Regions from separate parts of the Pan troglodytes genome. Here all the other regions are linked to region 2. Evidence: chromatin contacts called from public Hi-C and HiChIP or PLAC-seq data. All regions are on one chromosome and are shown on one strand. Each heading gives the region's core, a stretch centred on a gene start, on an enhancer-like site or on the middle of the called end of the contact. The rest is flanking DNA. Distances are from core to core; before and after follow the strand shown. Region 1 holds the start of GFUS (GDP-L-fucose synthase). Region 2 holds the start of SCRIB (scribble planar cell polarity protein). Region 3 holds the start of EEF1D (eukaryotic translation elongation factor 1 delta).

Region 1 (4,119 bases), core at 264-2,763, 210 kb after region 2:
GGCTCACTGCAAGCGCTGCCTCCCGGGTTCAGGCCATTCTCCTGCCTCAGCCTCCGGAGTAGCTGGGACTACAGGCGCCCGCCACCACGCCCGGCTAATTTTTTGTGTTTTTTTTTTAGTAGAGACAGGGTTTCACCGTGTTAGCCAGGATGGTCTCGATCTCCTGACCTCGTGATCCGCCTGCCTCAGCCTCCCAAAGTGCTGGGATTACAGGCCTGAGCCACCACGCCCGGCCTAAAATTGTGAAATCTTTATTAAGCAACGCTGCCTGCCCATCACCAGAGCAGGTGGACATACCCAGCAGCGACTCACTTCAGTCATCTCTAATGTTTTGCTAACTTCCAGTCAGATAAAAGCCATCGCCTTACGGATGTCTTTAAACGTTATCATCATGAAACGTCCTTTCATAGCAAGATGTTAAGGTGGCGGGGGCGGACCACATTTCCCTTACCCTTGTCAGCCTGAGTGACTGTTTTTATTTATTTGAGATGGAGTCTCGCTCTGTCGTCCAGGCTGGGGTGCGGTGGCGCCATCTGGGCTCACTGCAACCTCCGCCTCCCGGGGTCAAGCGATTCTCCTGCCTCAGCCTCCCAAGTAGCTGGGATTACAGGCGCGCGCAACTACCCCCGACTAATTTTTCATTTTTATTAGATACGGGATTTCACCATGTTTTGCCAGGCTGGTCTCGAACTCCTGACCTCAAATGATCCGCCCGCCTCGGCCTCCCAAAGTGCTGGGATTACAGGCCTGAGCCACCGCGCATGGCCGCGACTGCTTTTAAACGCCTTTCGATGGAAGACGTTGACGGTGGCCTCTCGATGTCAGGGCCGCGCTGCCACCCCCTCCCGTCCCAGGCAGCAGGACTGGGCTCTGAGCTGAGGGCAGGAGCAGCTGGAGGCTCGCAGCGCGACCGTGGGACCCACTGTGAGCCGCTGCGACCCTCCTTGACTCGCCGTGAGCCATCGTGATCCGATGTGATCCTTCTTAACCCGCCGTGACCCGCTGTCACCCACAGTCACCCAACGTGATTCGCCGTAACTCTGGTGTTGTTTGCTGCTTGCTGCCCGAGCCTGGGCGTCCCCGTCGGCGCGGGTGACAGTGCAAGTGCTTGGGACGACAACCCGGGCTCCTCATCGCGGCCGGAATCCAAGAGGCTGCGGCGCGAGGTCTGCGTATTCGGGGGCGGAACCCCGGGAGGGAAGGAGAGCCGAGGGAGACGCCGCAGCGTGAGCCGGCCTGGCCCCAGCGCCTGCGAGGCTCCTTCCGACGCCGCGGGCAGCCCGCGCGGCGCTGCCTGCCGGCCCTCGTCTCGTGTCCTCCCGCCGTCCCAAGCAGGGCCTGGGCCCAGCGCCCCGCGGGCTAAAGAGGTTGCGGCCCGGGACCTCGTCCGGGGACCCGCCCGCGCGCGGCCGGCGGACGAGACTGCGCTTCCCAGGCGGCTTTGCGGCCGCGGACTCCAAGTCCCAGCTGTGCCCGGGACGCTGCGCGCCCCCGGGACTCCATTTCCCAGAGTGCCCCGCCCCAGCCTCCCGGCCCCGCCCCCCACCTGGCGCCGCGGGCAGCCGGAGCGCACCCGGCCGGAAGCCGCTGTCGGGGAGCCGGCGGTGGGGCTGGACGCAGGTGAGGTGGCACCGGACTCAGCCGCGCCCTGGGCCCTGGATGCTCCGTGAGAGTCAGGAAACGCTGTGGGGGTCTGGGATCGAGGGGCATGGGGGCAGCCTGAGGCTGTGGTAGGGGGTCTGGCTGCGGTGAGGTCTCCCCGCGTGCTTGGGAGCCGCGCGACGCCTGCGCAGGGCCCCCTCCCCTAAGGGCTGGCCTTGGGGCCCTGCCGGGGAGCCCGAGCAGGTTTCCGCCTCCCAGGATAGGATCCTTGAGGGTGGCTGCGCCCCGAGGCCTGTCCTGCCCTGGAGGAATCTGGCTCGCCAGGGCTCTCCAGGACCAGCCAGCCTCGAGTGGGCGTGGGCTGCACACAGGCGCCGTCTCGTGCCTGTCCCTAGCATGCGGGCTTTAGCTGCGAACCGTGTTAACGACCTGCGCCAGGAGCCCCAGTCCCAAGGTTGTCTGCCTCCCCTCTTGTCAGTCAGAGGGGAGTAGAATGTACCTCTTCTCGGCCTAGTGGGGAGTCGTGGGTTGGGACCAGCTGCTCTGGGCTGGGTGGTAGCTCAGGACCCCTGCGGCGCTGTAGACTGAGAGCTCCCAGGGGAACAGGGCTGCGACGAGGGAGTGCCTCGGTCCAGCTGGGTCTTTCTGGTTGCCAGTGGACTATGCCCCACTCTGAGGGCCTCACTCTGTGCCAGTTGCCACAGAAGAGTGGGGCTCCAAAGGATGAGAGCGTGATGACCTCAGCCTCCCACTATTTGACACTACAGGTACAACTGACATGGGTGAACCCCAGGGGTCCATGCGGATTCTAGTGACAGGGGGCTCTGGGCTGGTAGGCAAAGCCATCCAGAAGGTGATAGCAGATGGAGCTGGACTTCCTGGAGAGGACTGGGTGTTTGTCTCCTCTAAAGACGCCGATCTCACGTGAGTGAGCCCATCCCCAGATCAGCCCTTCCTCTCCATCCTACCCCGCACCCTAGAACTAAGAGTTCCAGGCTGGGCCTGTTCCTGAGTCTAACAGTAGCTGTGTGTCTGGGTCCTTCCTGCCAGGTGGCTGGCCTGGCCTGGGTGTGCTTGGCTGTGTTCCTGGACCAACAAACACCCTCCCATCTCTTCCCAGAAGCCTGCACCCTCATATCAGCCAGGCCCTGGGGCCACCCTCCCTTTTGACTGTCCCTCCTGCCATAGTCCCACCCAATTCCTGCACTTGGCACCCAACCCTGGGGTGCTGGTTCCCTCCAGAGCCTCCTGACAGCCTGGCTTCCTACAGGGATACAGCACAGACCCGCGCCCTGTTTGAGAAGGTCCAACCCACACACGTCATCCATCTTGCTGCAATGGTGGGGGGCCTGTTCCGGAATATCAAATACAATTTGGACTTCTGGGTAAGTGAGGGTGGCCCCAGCAAGCACTGGAAACCAGGATCCCAGGTTCTGGGAACTTCCTGGCGGGCTTCCCACTCTCACAGGCCCACATTCCCACCCCAGGAAGTCCCTGAGGATCAGGGCTTGGCACAGCCTGGTGGGGGCAGCCCCTGAGAGATCCCCAGTCAGTCACACTTGGTGCTGTGGACAAAGGGCCATGCAGGGGGGCCTGGAGGCACTTGGCCCAGTAGGCAAAGCTGTGGAGCTGACTTGCAGCATTGGGAGGCTGAAAAGAGCCAGCGGCCATGTGGGACTGGGAGCTGGTTCCTGCCCCCTGAGTCCCCAGGGCCTCTGGAGCCTCTGGCTCCCAGGACTGTGCTGGCCCAGCTCCCCTGAGCCGGGCCCACCACACACTCCGGGGTGCAGGGGTGTGAACAGCGCTCTGTGCATCTGCTGCCTGTGTCTGGGGGAAGGGGGCGTGGTGTAAGGGCCCTGCCGCGGCTAGCTGTGTTCCGGAGGGTTGGCCCCACCAGTCACTGGGCAGCAGCCTTGCCTTAGCTGGCTTTGCTAAGCATAGGAGGCACTAGGGTGAGCAGAGGCTCAGAGGAGATTCTGCCCAGGAGCCCTGTCACCCCAGAGCCCTCCTTGTCGGTGTCTCGGCCTTCCCAGCAGGCTCCCTGGCCACCACCTCTCCCTTCTCCCAAGAGCAGTCCCAGGGCTCCAGCCATGCCGTGTCTAGTTCATGCACGGGAAGTGGGGCCCGTGGGGTGGACCTGGCAAGCGCAGGCTCCATTGATCCTGAGAAGTAGAGCCAGGTGGGAGCTCCTCCAGGGTGGGGAAGTAGACCGCCCTGTTCCCCGTGTAGTGGGAGCCCCAGCCCAGCCCAGGGCCAGACTGGGCTCCTTCCCAGCCTCCAGTGGGGTCCCATGCCCTGACCTCAGCAGCCTCCTGGGTGGGGCCCAGCCCTGAGCTGGGGGTGTGGTTCTCCTCATAGTGGAAGGCAGAGCCAGCCCCTCCTCCAGCCTTGGTGGGGCTGGAGAGCAACGGTGTCTGTAAGCCCACTGCCTTGTCCGGAAACGGTTAGGATGGGCAGGCTTGGGTCCTACCAGGGCTGAAGGGCCAGGGTGTGTCTCCACTTCTGTGTCTGGAGGAG
Region 2 (4,273 bases), core at 276-2,775:
CCTGTCCTGGCATCTCTAGGCTCGCTGCCCTCAGCTGCCTGGCCCTGGTGGTCTGGGCACAACCCTCTGAGCCCAGGGCAGGCCAGCTCTGTGCCTTTCTGGGAAGGGGGGTGGTAGGGAGTGACTGATGGACCTGGTTGGTTTTCCTGCAGGTGTGACCCCAGCCCGTCCTCCTATCCCGGTCACCATCCCCTCGGTGGGAGTGGTGAACCCCATCCTGGCCAGCCCTCCAACGCTGGGTCTCCTGGAGCCCAAGAAGGAGAAGGAAGAAGAGGAGCTGTTTCCCGAGTCAGAGCGGCCAGAGATGCTGAGCGAGCAGGAGCACATGAGCATCTCGGGCAGTAGCGCCCGCCACATGGTGATGCAGAAGCTGCTCCGCAAGCAGGAGGTAGGCAGAGGGGCAGGGTGGTGGCGGGGGGGAGGGTAGGGGGGCGGGGCCGCAGTGCTCAGCTGTCTTCCCCTCGGCCCTGCCCCCACAGTCTACAGTGATGGTTCTGCGCAACATGGTGGACCCCAAGGACATCGATGATGACCTGGAAGGGGAGGTGACAGAGGAGTGTGGCAAGTTCGGGGCCGTGAACCGCGTCATCATCTACCAAGAGAAACAAGGCGAGGAGGAGGATGCGGAAATCATTGTCAAGATCTTTGTGGAGTTTTCCATAGCCTCCGAGACTCATAAGGCCATCCAGGCCCTCAATGGCCGCTGGTTTGCTGGCCGCAAGGTGGTGGCTGAAGTGTACGACCAGGAGCGTTTTGATAACAGTGACCTCTCTGCGTGACAGTGGTCCCTCTCCCCGGACTTGCACTTGTTCCTTGTTTCCTCTGGGTTTTATAGTGATACAGTGGTGTCCCCGGGGCCAGGCGCGCTCTGCCCAGCCCAGCCTACGGTGCGGATAAAGGTGCGGATGCTGCTGGCCCTGAACGTCCATGTGTCTGCCGTCGGTCCTGTCACCGATCCTGGGCGTGTGTCCTTAGGGGGTCTAGGGCGAGGAGGCAGGGTTGGGGGGGTCTCTGGACCTGCTTCCTGTTGGCAGGAGGGGCCCGCCGTGGGCGAGACCTGGGCAGGGGGTTGGCGCCCGGGGCCCCGTCCCGCGGGTGGCGGCGGCTGGGTGGGCGGGGCTGCCTGGGGCGCCAGGCTCTCGGGCGCGGGCTCGCAGCCGTCCCCGCAGGGTGGTGCTGAGAGAAGGCTGGGCGCCGGGACACCGCGACCCGCTGGAGAGCGCGCGCTGCCAGTGCTTTTGTGCCGCAGAGCCGGCCGTCCAAGGCGGGCGGGCGGGCATAGTCGCTTCCCGGGAGGAGGCTGTGCGTTAAGATTCGTGGCCAAATGCCGCGGGGCCAGGGGCCGGGCTGAAGACCGGAGGGCGGAGGGCGCCGCCTGTCGTGGATTGCAGCTCCCAATATCCCGCGCGCGGGGCGGGCCCGGCTTCCCGGCACGCTTTGCGCGGTGCCGCTACGGGTCCTCAGAGGCGGCGGCGCGCGGGGCCTTCTGGGGGCCGCAGTCCGGGCGTGTTAGGCGGCGAGGGCCGGACTCGGCTTCCCGACGGGCTGCGCGGCGGCCGGGTGGGTGTCGGCGGGGCAGTCCGGCGGGCAGCGGCGGTTCCGGTGCGGCACAGCGGGCGGACGAGCGGGCGGGACGAGCTGAGCAGGACCAAGCGGGATGCGGAGCCGCCGCCGCCGCCGCTCCCCGCGCTTCCTAAGAGTCTGAGACCCGCCGGGCCGCGCCCCCTGCCCAGGCCCGCAGTCCGAGCGTTCCGCGCGTTCCGAGCGCGGGCCGGGCCCAGCGCCGGCCGCGGCCGCGTCCCCGTCCAGTCTCGGGCGGCCCGCCCCCTGCCTGCGCCCCCTCCCCATGCGCGGCGCCCATGCGGACTGAGCCCCGCCCCCCGGCCCCGAGCCCGCCGAGCGCCGCCGCCGGAGCCCGCGCCGCCCACCCGCACCATGCTCAAGTGCATCCCGCTGTGGCGCTGCAACCGGCACGTGGAGTCGGTGGACAAGCGGCACTGTTCGCTGCAGGCCGTGCCGGAGGAGATCTACCGCTACAGCCGCAGCCTGGAGGAGCTGCTGCTCGACGCCAACCAGCTGCGCGAGCTGCCCAAGGTGAGCGGCCGCCCGCACCTGCAGCCCAAAGGCGCGCCCCCAGCCCTTGATTCCTCCGGCGGCAGAATCTGCCCGGGCGAGCCACCGCAGCCTCCAGCCGGCCCTTCTGGTTTGCACTGGCCAGGTCCCCACCCCAGCCAGCCCCACCCTTCTCTCCCAGCCGCCCTGGCTGGCGCAGGTGGCAGCGGTCATCAGGTGCTTGCCTGGGGATAGCGATTGTCACCGAGCCTGGAGGCGGAGCCTCAGAGTGAAACCCGTGGGGATTCAGGGAGGTGGATGGGGTTAGGGTGGAACTTGGATTCAGGTGGCTGATGAGTACTAGCTTCTTGGGCCGCTCTGGAGGTGGGGTCCCGACCTCCTCTCCTTTTTTGCTGGGTGCAGGGGTGAGTGGGGGAGCCCTTTGGATGTACTCTTTGCTCTCGGATCTGTTCGCTGTCCCCCTTTCTTTGCCCTTGCTTCTCGTGGTCAGGTGCTCTCCTAAGGCTGCTACAAGAAAGGAGGCTGGAGAAAGCAGATTAAAAAGTATCTCTTTTCTGGAGATGCGGTGCTGGGTGATTAGTACCTAGGGGTTGGGTGTCCCAAAGAATGTGACCCTGTTCTGGCCGTGGCAGTGACAGCTCGGTCCTCTGTGGCCACCTGCAGGCCTCGCGCATAGCACTGTGCCTGTGGTACTGTGTTATTGTGGGGAGCGTTTACTGAGTTCTTGCTGCAGAACCAGGCCAGGCTTGTTGTCGGGATGCAGTAGCAGAGGCCAGTGTGGGCCCCTGGAGGGTGGCAGAAGTGGTTCAGGGGCTGGGTGGGCCCTGAGGTAAGACACAGAGCAGAGAATTGGGGCTTTGTCTGGTCGCCAGCAGGTGTCTTCTCAGAGTGGAGGCTGGTGTGAAGAGTAGAGGGAGGCAGCCACAGTGGGCGTGTGCACCGTGTGTTTCTTTCCTTTTTTTGCCACAAATGGGGTGTCGTGGTTAGACCCCAGGACCCGGTGTGACCTGGAGCAGACAGAGGCCTAGGGACCCTTGACTTGTGACACTCACGTGTCCAGGAGCTCTTCTCTGCTCTGGAGTGGTCTCTGCCACAGAGTCCGTGTCCTCCCTGCCCACAGCCTTTTTTCCGGCTGCTGAACTTGCGCAAGCTGGGCCTGAGCGACAACGAGATCCAGCGGTTGCCTCCCGAGGTGGCCAACTTCATGCAGCTGGTGGAGCTGGACGTGTCCCGGAACGGTGGGGAGCCTGGGCAGGGGCTGGGTGGGGTCTGGGGAGTGTCCGCTGGGGCTGCAGACGTCCTGCAGGCCATGGCATCTGTCCTCTGTGACCCTCTGTGACAGATATCCCTGAGATCCCGGAGAGCATCAAGTTCTGCAAGGCTCTGGAGATCGCGGACTTCAGTGGGAACCCCCTCTCCAGGTGGGTGGCAGCCTGTGGTGGGGTCGGTAGGGGCTATGGGTCCCACAGCCCTGGACTGGTCATCCGAGGGCCTCTGCTTCCTCCCATCCAGGCTCCCTGATGGCTTCACTCAGCTGCGCAGCCTGGCTCACCTGGCCCTGAATGATGTGTCTCTGCAGGCACTGCCCGGGGACGTGGGCAAGTGAGTGCCTTCTCAGGTGGAGCTAGGGTGGGGTGGGGGACTTGGATTGGCCCTGCCCCTGCCGCCACTGCTTTCCTTCCTCTTGCCCCAGCGCCTGGTCTCTCTTTCAGCCTCGCCAACCTGGTGACCCTGGAGCTCCGGGAGAACCTGCTCAAGTCCCTGCCAGCGTGAGTGTGACAGGCATTCTCCTAACAGCCAGGGGAGGGCCACAGCCCAGGGACCAGGGCTGCGTGGCCACACCTCCACCCTGCTTCCTCTGCAGGTCCCTGTCATTTCTGGTCAAGCTGGAACAGCTGGATCTGGGAGGCAACGATCTGGAAGTGCTGGTGCGTGGAGGCCTGACAGGGCAGAGACCGGAGGGCGGGCCACGGAAGCAAGGGCAAAGAAGGGGACAGCGAGCAGATCCGACAGCAAGGGGCACCTCGGGAGGGCAGGCGGGTGGGAGCTGGGTGTGGGGGCGTATAGTCTCTTGAGCACGGTGCAGCAGGAGGCTTTGTCTCATAGTCACTATTCTCTCTGTTCCTTCTTGCAGCCAGACACTCTGGGGGCTCTGCCCAATCTTCGGGAGCTGTGGCTTGACCGGAACCAGCTGTCAGCA
Region 3 (4,115 bases), core at 396-2,895, 230 kb after region 2:
CGGGGCTCGAAGGCGGCCCGCAGGCCCAGCAGCCAGCAGCGCTCAATGCTGCCCGCCTGCACCAGGTCCCAGGAGAGGCCAGCCAGGTAGAGCATGTCCTTGAGCATGAAGCTGCGCATGAAGTCCAGCGGGGAGCCGCTGGCGCAGGACACAGCCAGTCGCAGCAGCTCGCGCTTGTACAGCTGTTTGAAGGCGGCCACCACACCCTGCTCCAGCGGTGCGGGGATATGTGCCCGGCTGCTGCCTTTGGACAGGAACAGCACCCGCACAGCGCCATCCGGTGTCTGCAGCTCCTCCGGGGGACCGAGGGGCTCCGGCCTGCACCGCACGGGGGCATCCTCGCTGTCCTCCAGGGCGGGCATACTGGCAGCTGGGCTTGGGCAGGGCGGGTGGGCCACCAGCAGCACGGCCTTCTGCTGCAGGCAGCTTCGGCGCAGGTAGCGTTTGACGCCTGGGACAAATTCCTCAAAGAACCAGCCCCGCAGCAGCGGGCGGCTGAGCCAGGCGTCGGGGCTGTAGCGGTAGGAGGCCGGGAACTTGTCCTGGTTGTGGTGGCGCAGGCTGGGCGGGTCCGGCAGCCGCCCGATGACCAGCGGCTTCAGCTTGTGGCTGCCGGTCAGGTTTGCGGCCAGCAGCACCGTTACGCGGTCGCCCCGCCAGCGCCGGCCACAGCCCCCCGCCCCGGGGTCCCCTGCGCCCGGGGGCGCAGCCTGCTCCGGAAGCAGCTTCCAGTAGAGGCCGGTGACGCTGGCGCTGTAAATCTGCTCGTCCCCGTAGCCGCCCTCGGCCGGGGGCGGCGGGGCCGGGGCGCGGTCGGGCAGGGGGCCGGCACCGGAGGGCAGCGCGGGCTCCTCCTTGACGGGCGGGCCGGGCGCGGGGCTCGGGGCTGGGGGCCCGGCCTCGCCGTAGAAGCGCTGGCTGGAGATGCCGTGGCGCTTCTGCCAGCGCCAGAACCAGCCGTGGCTGGCCTTGAAGGTGCACTCGGGCCCGTAGATCTGGCGCGCGAAGGCCTCGGCCTGCGCCTGGATGAGCGGGCCAGAGAGCGGCACCCCGTGCTGGCGCAGCGCCAGGAACCAGGCGTACACGGCGCGGTCGATCTCCTCCTCGTTGGCCAGCCGCATCTTCTTGCGCTGAGTACCCACCTCACCGCCCAGCTGCTCCAGGAACCAGCGCAGCTTGGGCTCGTCCTTAAGCCAGCCGCGCAGCGTCCCGCCCGGCACGCCGAAGTCGCGGCACACACTGGCCTGCCGCTCGCCGCCCTTGACGCGCTCGATGGCCTGCAGCTTGTCCTTGATGGAGTAGGCCTTGCGGAAGGCCATCTTCACGGCCACGCGGGGCCGCGGCCCGGGCGCGGGGGGCGGCGGCCGTGCAGCGGGGACGGGGGCTGGGGCGGGCGCGGGGGGCCCGGGCAGGGGACGGCGGCCGCGGCGCGGTACCGGGCCGGCCGGGGGGCCCGCGGGGTACATGGCTGCGGCTGGGGGACCCGGGCCGCGCGGGTCGCGGGAGCCACACGCCCAGCCGCTCGGGGCGGGGCACTCGGGGGCGGGGCCGCGCGGGTCCCTCCCCTTTGTCCCGCAGCGTGGCGGGCGCACGCGCGCTGACCTAGCCCGGCCCGGCCCCGCCCCGCGCCTGCGCGCTGGCCGCCTCGTGCGTCACTCGGCCCTTGCCGGCTGCCGGACCCGCCCCCACCGGCGACACCACTGGCCGCGAAGCGCAGGGGGGGCGCGCGCGCTGCCGCCCGTTCCCAGCACTTGTGCAGACTCCTCCGGGGAAGAGCGGCCTCCGCGGTCATCTCCAACGGAATTCTGCCTTTGAAGTGTCGGGGCACGGCGCGTCGAGGGCCCTGGCGGCCAGGCGGGGCATGTGCAGGGGTCGCGTCCCCCCCCGGGCCCCCGGCCCGTGGCTCTTGGTAGAGCCCAGTGCTTCATTTCCCGTGCGCGGCCCGGGCGGCCCTCCCTTTCATCAGTCTTCCCGCGTCCGCCGATTCCTCCTCCTTGGTCGCCGCGTCCTTGGCTGGCGTGTGAGTACCGCGGCCCCCGCCGGAAGGAGTCGGGCGCGACAGAGACGCCCGAGGGGCCGGGAGGGCGGGCGGCCCGGGCTGCGCCAGAAGCTCGCGCCGTTAGGGACTGAGGCACAAGTGCGCCAGCGCGGGCTTAGGGGCCGTGGGCCAAGTGCGGCACTTGGGGCGAGCGCAGAGAGGCGGGGCGACGGAGGCCACGTGGCCGGCCTGGAGGGCGTCCGCGGGACGGGGGCGCCGGGAGCACTGGCTCACGGTGCATCCCGGTCGTGGAAGCCCCTCGGCCAGGCTGCTGGGGCCTAAGGCCTGTGTTTGCTGCCGTCTCCGTGGGAGACCAGACATCTGCCCCAGCTGTGCCTCTGGCCTGCAGACCTTCGTACACCACGTGTTTATCAAGCACCAGTTACTGCACGCATCAGCTGAGCACGGAGGGGATAGGCACGGACGCAACACTTTTGGAACTTAGACGCTAGTGAGCACGGAAAGGAATAAGCCTGTACTGTGACTGGGTCAAAATTTCTGTCTCTTGATTTGGATAGGGTGGTCGGGCAGTCTCTGAAGGGGGCGGGGATGCTGTTGCTAAGAAGTAGTACTTTCAGAGGCTTTAAGTGGAAGGAAGAAGGCAAAGGGGGCGGAGTGGGTTGGGGACCTGATGAGACGTCAGGATTGGTTTCCAGAATGAAGGACCGCCTGGCAGCAGAAGAACTGTGTAGCTAAACTTGGGGTTGTCCCTGCCCGACAGGGCGGGTGCTTCTTAAGTTGACACTGCCTGCGGCTCACCTCCCAGGGAGGCAGGCCAGGCCATCTCACCTGAGCAGCCTCCTTCTACAGCTCCGCCCACCCCGTCATCTGGACCCCATGAGCCTTAAGCAGCTGGCTCGCAGGCAGTTGGTTACTTCCGGAGCCCGTGTGTGCCCAGCCCCGTTCTGGGGGTGGGGGATGCAGCTGAGGTGCTGGGCAGGTGTGGAAGGAGCCCCCGAGCGTCCTCTGAGGAAGTAGACGCTCACCTTCGCCTTCTCACCCCATGCCTCAGGCCCAGCCAGGCTCCTAGACCTGCCTCTGTAGAGGCTTTCTGGGCGCAGTGCCAATCCTGTGAGACAGCAGCATCTCCCCTGGGCTGCTGCAGGGTTCACACGCAGTCAGTGCTGGCAGAGTGAGCGCCCAGCCGACAGAGCCCCCGCTGCCTCCCGCCCCCTCTGGAGGACTAGGCCCTCTGGGCTTTGCTCCCGGGTTGCTGGGTGAGGCTGCAAGGTTTAGCACAGGTGGGCACACGTGCTTGATGATGGACAAAGAGTACCTGGGCTGTGCCGTGCACTGGCGTCAGCCTTCTGGGGGCTGAGGACAGGAAATGTGGCATTGAGGATTTGTGGGTCATCATCCTGTGCCAGTGTGTTAAGGTGACATCAGCGTGTTGGAAGCTGGTGGCAGTGAGTTATGCTAAGTGCTAGTGTAGGAGCCTGCCACAGGTCTCCAGCTCTCCCACCTCGCTGACAGCCAAGGGTGCCGTGTGAGGTGTGGCGTGGGTATTGTCTGGGGTTCCGGAAAGCCTGTGCAGTGCTGGAGTCACCCAGGAGGCACGGGGGCTGCGCCGGGCAGGCAGGTCGGCCAGAACCCCTCAAGCAGGGCTGGCCATGGAGCTGGCCTGCAGTGGCATTTAAGAAAAGACGTGGTTGGGGCGGGGCTTGGCCTGGGGCAGGGTGGGTTGGGTAGCTACAGTGAGTGCTCTGAGATATGCAGGACAGGCTGGCTTTTCCCAGTGGGGCTGGAATATCCAGGGGTCAGACAGGAAAGTGGCTGAGTGGGAATGTGGAACTGTGGAGTTTTTTTCTCTTAAAAAGACCAAAGGCGGCTGGGCGTGGTGGCTCATGCTGGTGATCCCAGCACTTTGGGAGGCCGAGGCAGGCAGATCATGAGGTCAGGATATCGAGACCATCCTGGCCAACATGGTGAAACCCCGTCTCTACTAAAAATACGAAAATTAGGCCGGGCGCATGGCTCATGTCTGTAATCCCAGCACTGTGGGAGGCCAAGGCAGGCAGATCACCTGAGGTCAGGAGTTCGAGACCAGCCTGGCAAACATGGTGAAACCCCATCTCTA

What was found. Hi-C and Micro-C count contacts between places; a contact is called where the count stands out from the background. HiChIP or PLAC-seq counts read pairs in DNA pulled down with a chosen protein or histone mark.
Region 1: a contact with region 2 is called in a Hi-C map of stem cell-derived neural progenitor cells, with 2.9 times the contacts expected there. The contact joins the promoter of GFUS here to the promoter of SCRIB in region 2. A contact is called at or near these places in 1 of 7 Hi-C or Micro-C datasets (stem cell-derived neural progenitor cells) and 1 of 1 datasets of contacts at active chromatin or transcription factors (stem cell-derived excitatory neurons).
Region 3: a contact with region 2 is called in an H3K4me3 HiChIP or PLAC-seq map of stem cell-derived excitatory neurons, with 2.1 times the contacts expected there. The contact joins the promoter of EEF1D here to the promoter of SCRIB in region 2. A contact is called at or near these places in 2 of 7 Hi-C or Micro-C datasets (induced pluripotent stem cells and stem cell-derived neural progenitor cells) and 1 of 1 datasets of contacts at active chromatin or transcription factors (stem cell-derived excitatory neurons).

Annotation. Positions count from the first base shown.
Region 1 is chr7:153,969,818-153,973,936 of NHGRI_mPanTro3-v2.0_pri, reverse strand. It overlaps GFUS (GDP-L-fucose synthase), which reads left to right and starts at 1,513. Exons shown (of 11, transcript XM_520000.8): 1 at 1,513-1,620; 2 at 2,370-2,526; 3 at 2,873-2,987. The coding sequence starts at 2,381.
Region 2 is chr7:154,179,659-154,183,931 of NHGRI_mPanTro3-v2.0_pri, reverse strand. It overlaps SCRIB (scribble planar cell polarity protein), which reads left to right and starts at 1,525. Exons shown (of 36, transcript XM_054657567.1): 1 at 1,525-2,094; 2 at 3,194-3,311; 3 at 3,416-3,494; 4 at 3,586-3,675; 5 at 3,786-3,842; 6 at 3,938-4,001; 7 at 4,208-4,273. The coding sequence starts at 1,936. It overlaps PUF60 (poly(U) binding splicing factor 60), which reads left to right. Exons shown (of 9, transcript XM_054657572.2): 8 at 153-388; 9 at 480-922. The coding sequence ends at 779. It overlaps MIR937 (microRNA mir-937), which reads left to right and starts at 4,270; the gene lies at 4,270-4,273.
Region 3 is chr7:153,950,069-153,954,183 of NHGRI_mPanTro3-v2.0_pri, reverse strand. EEF1D (eukaryotic translation elongation factor 1 delta) reads left to right here and starts at 1,645. Exons shown (of 8, transcript XM_016959994.3): 1 at 1,645-2,020. TIGD5 (tigger transposable element derived 5) reads right to left here and starts at 1,624. Exons shown (of 1, transcript XM_016960004.4): 1 at 1-1,624. The coding sequence starts at 1,466.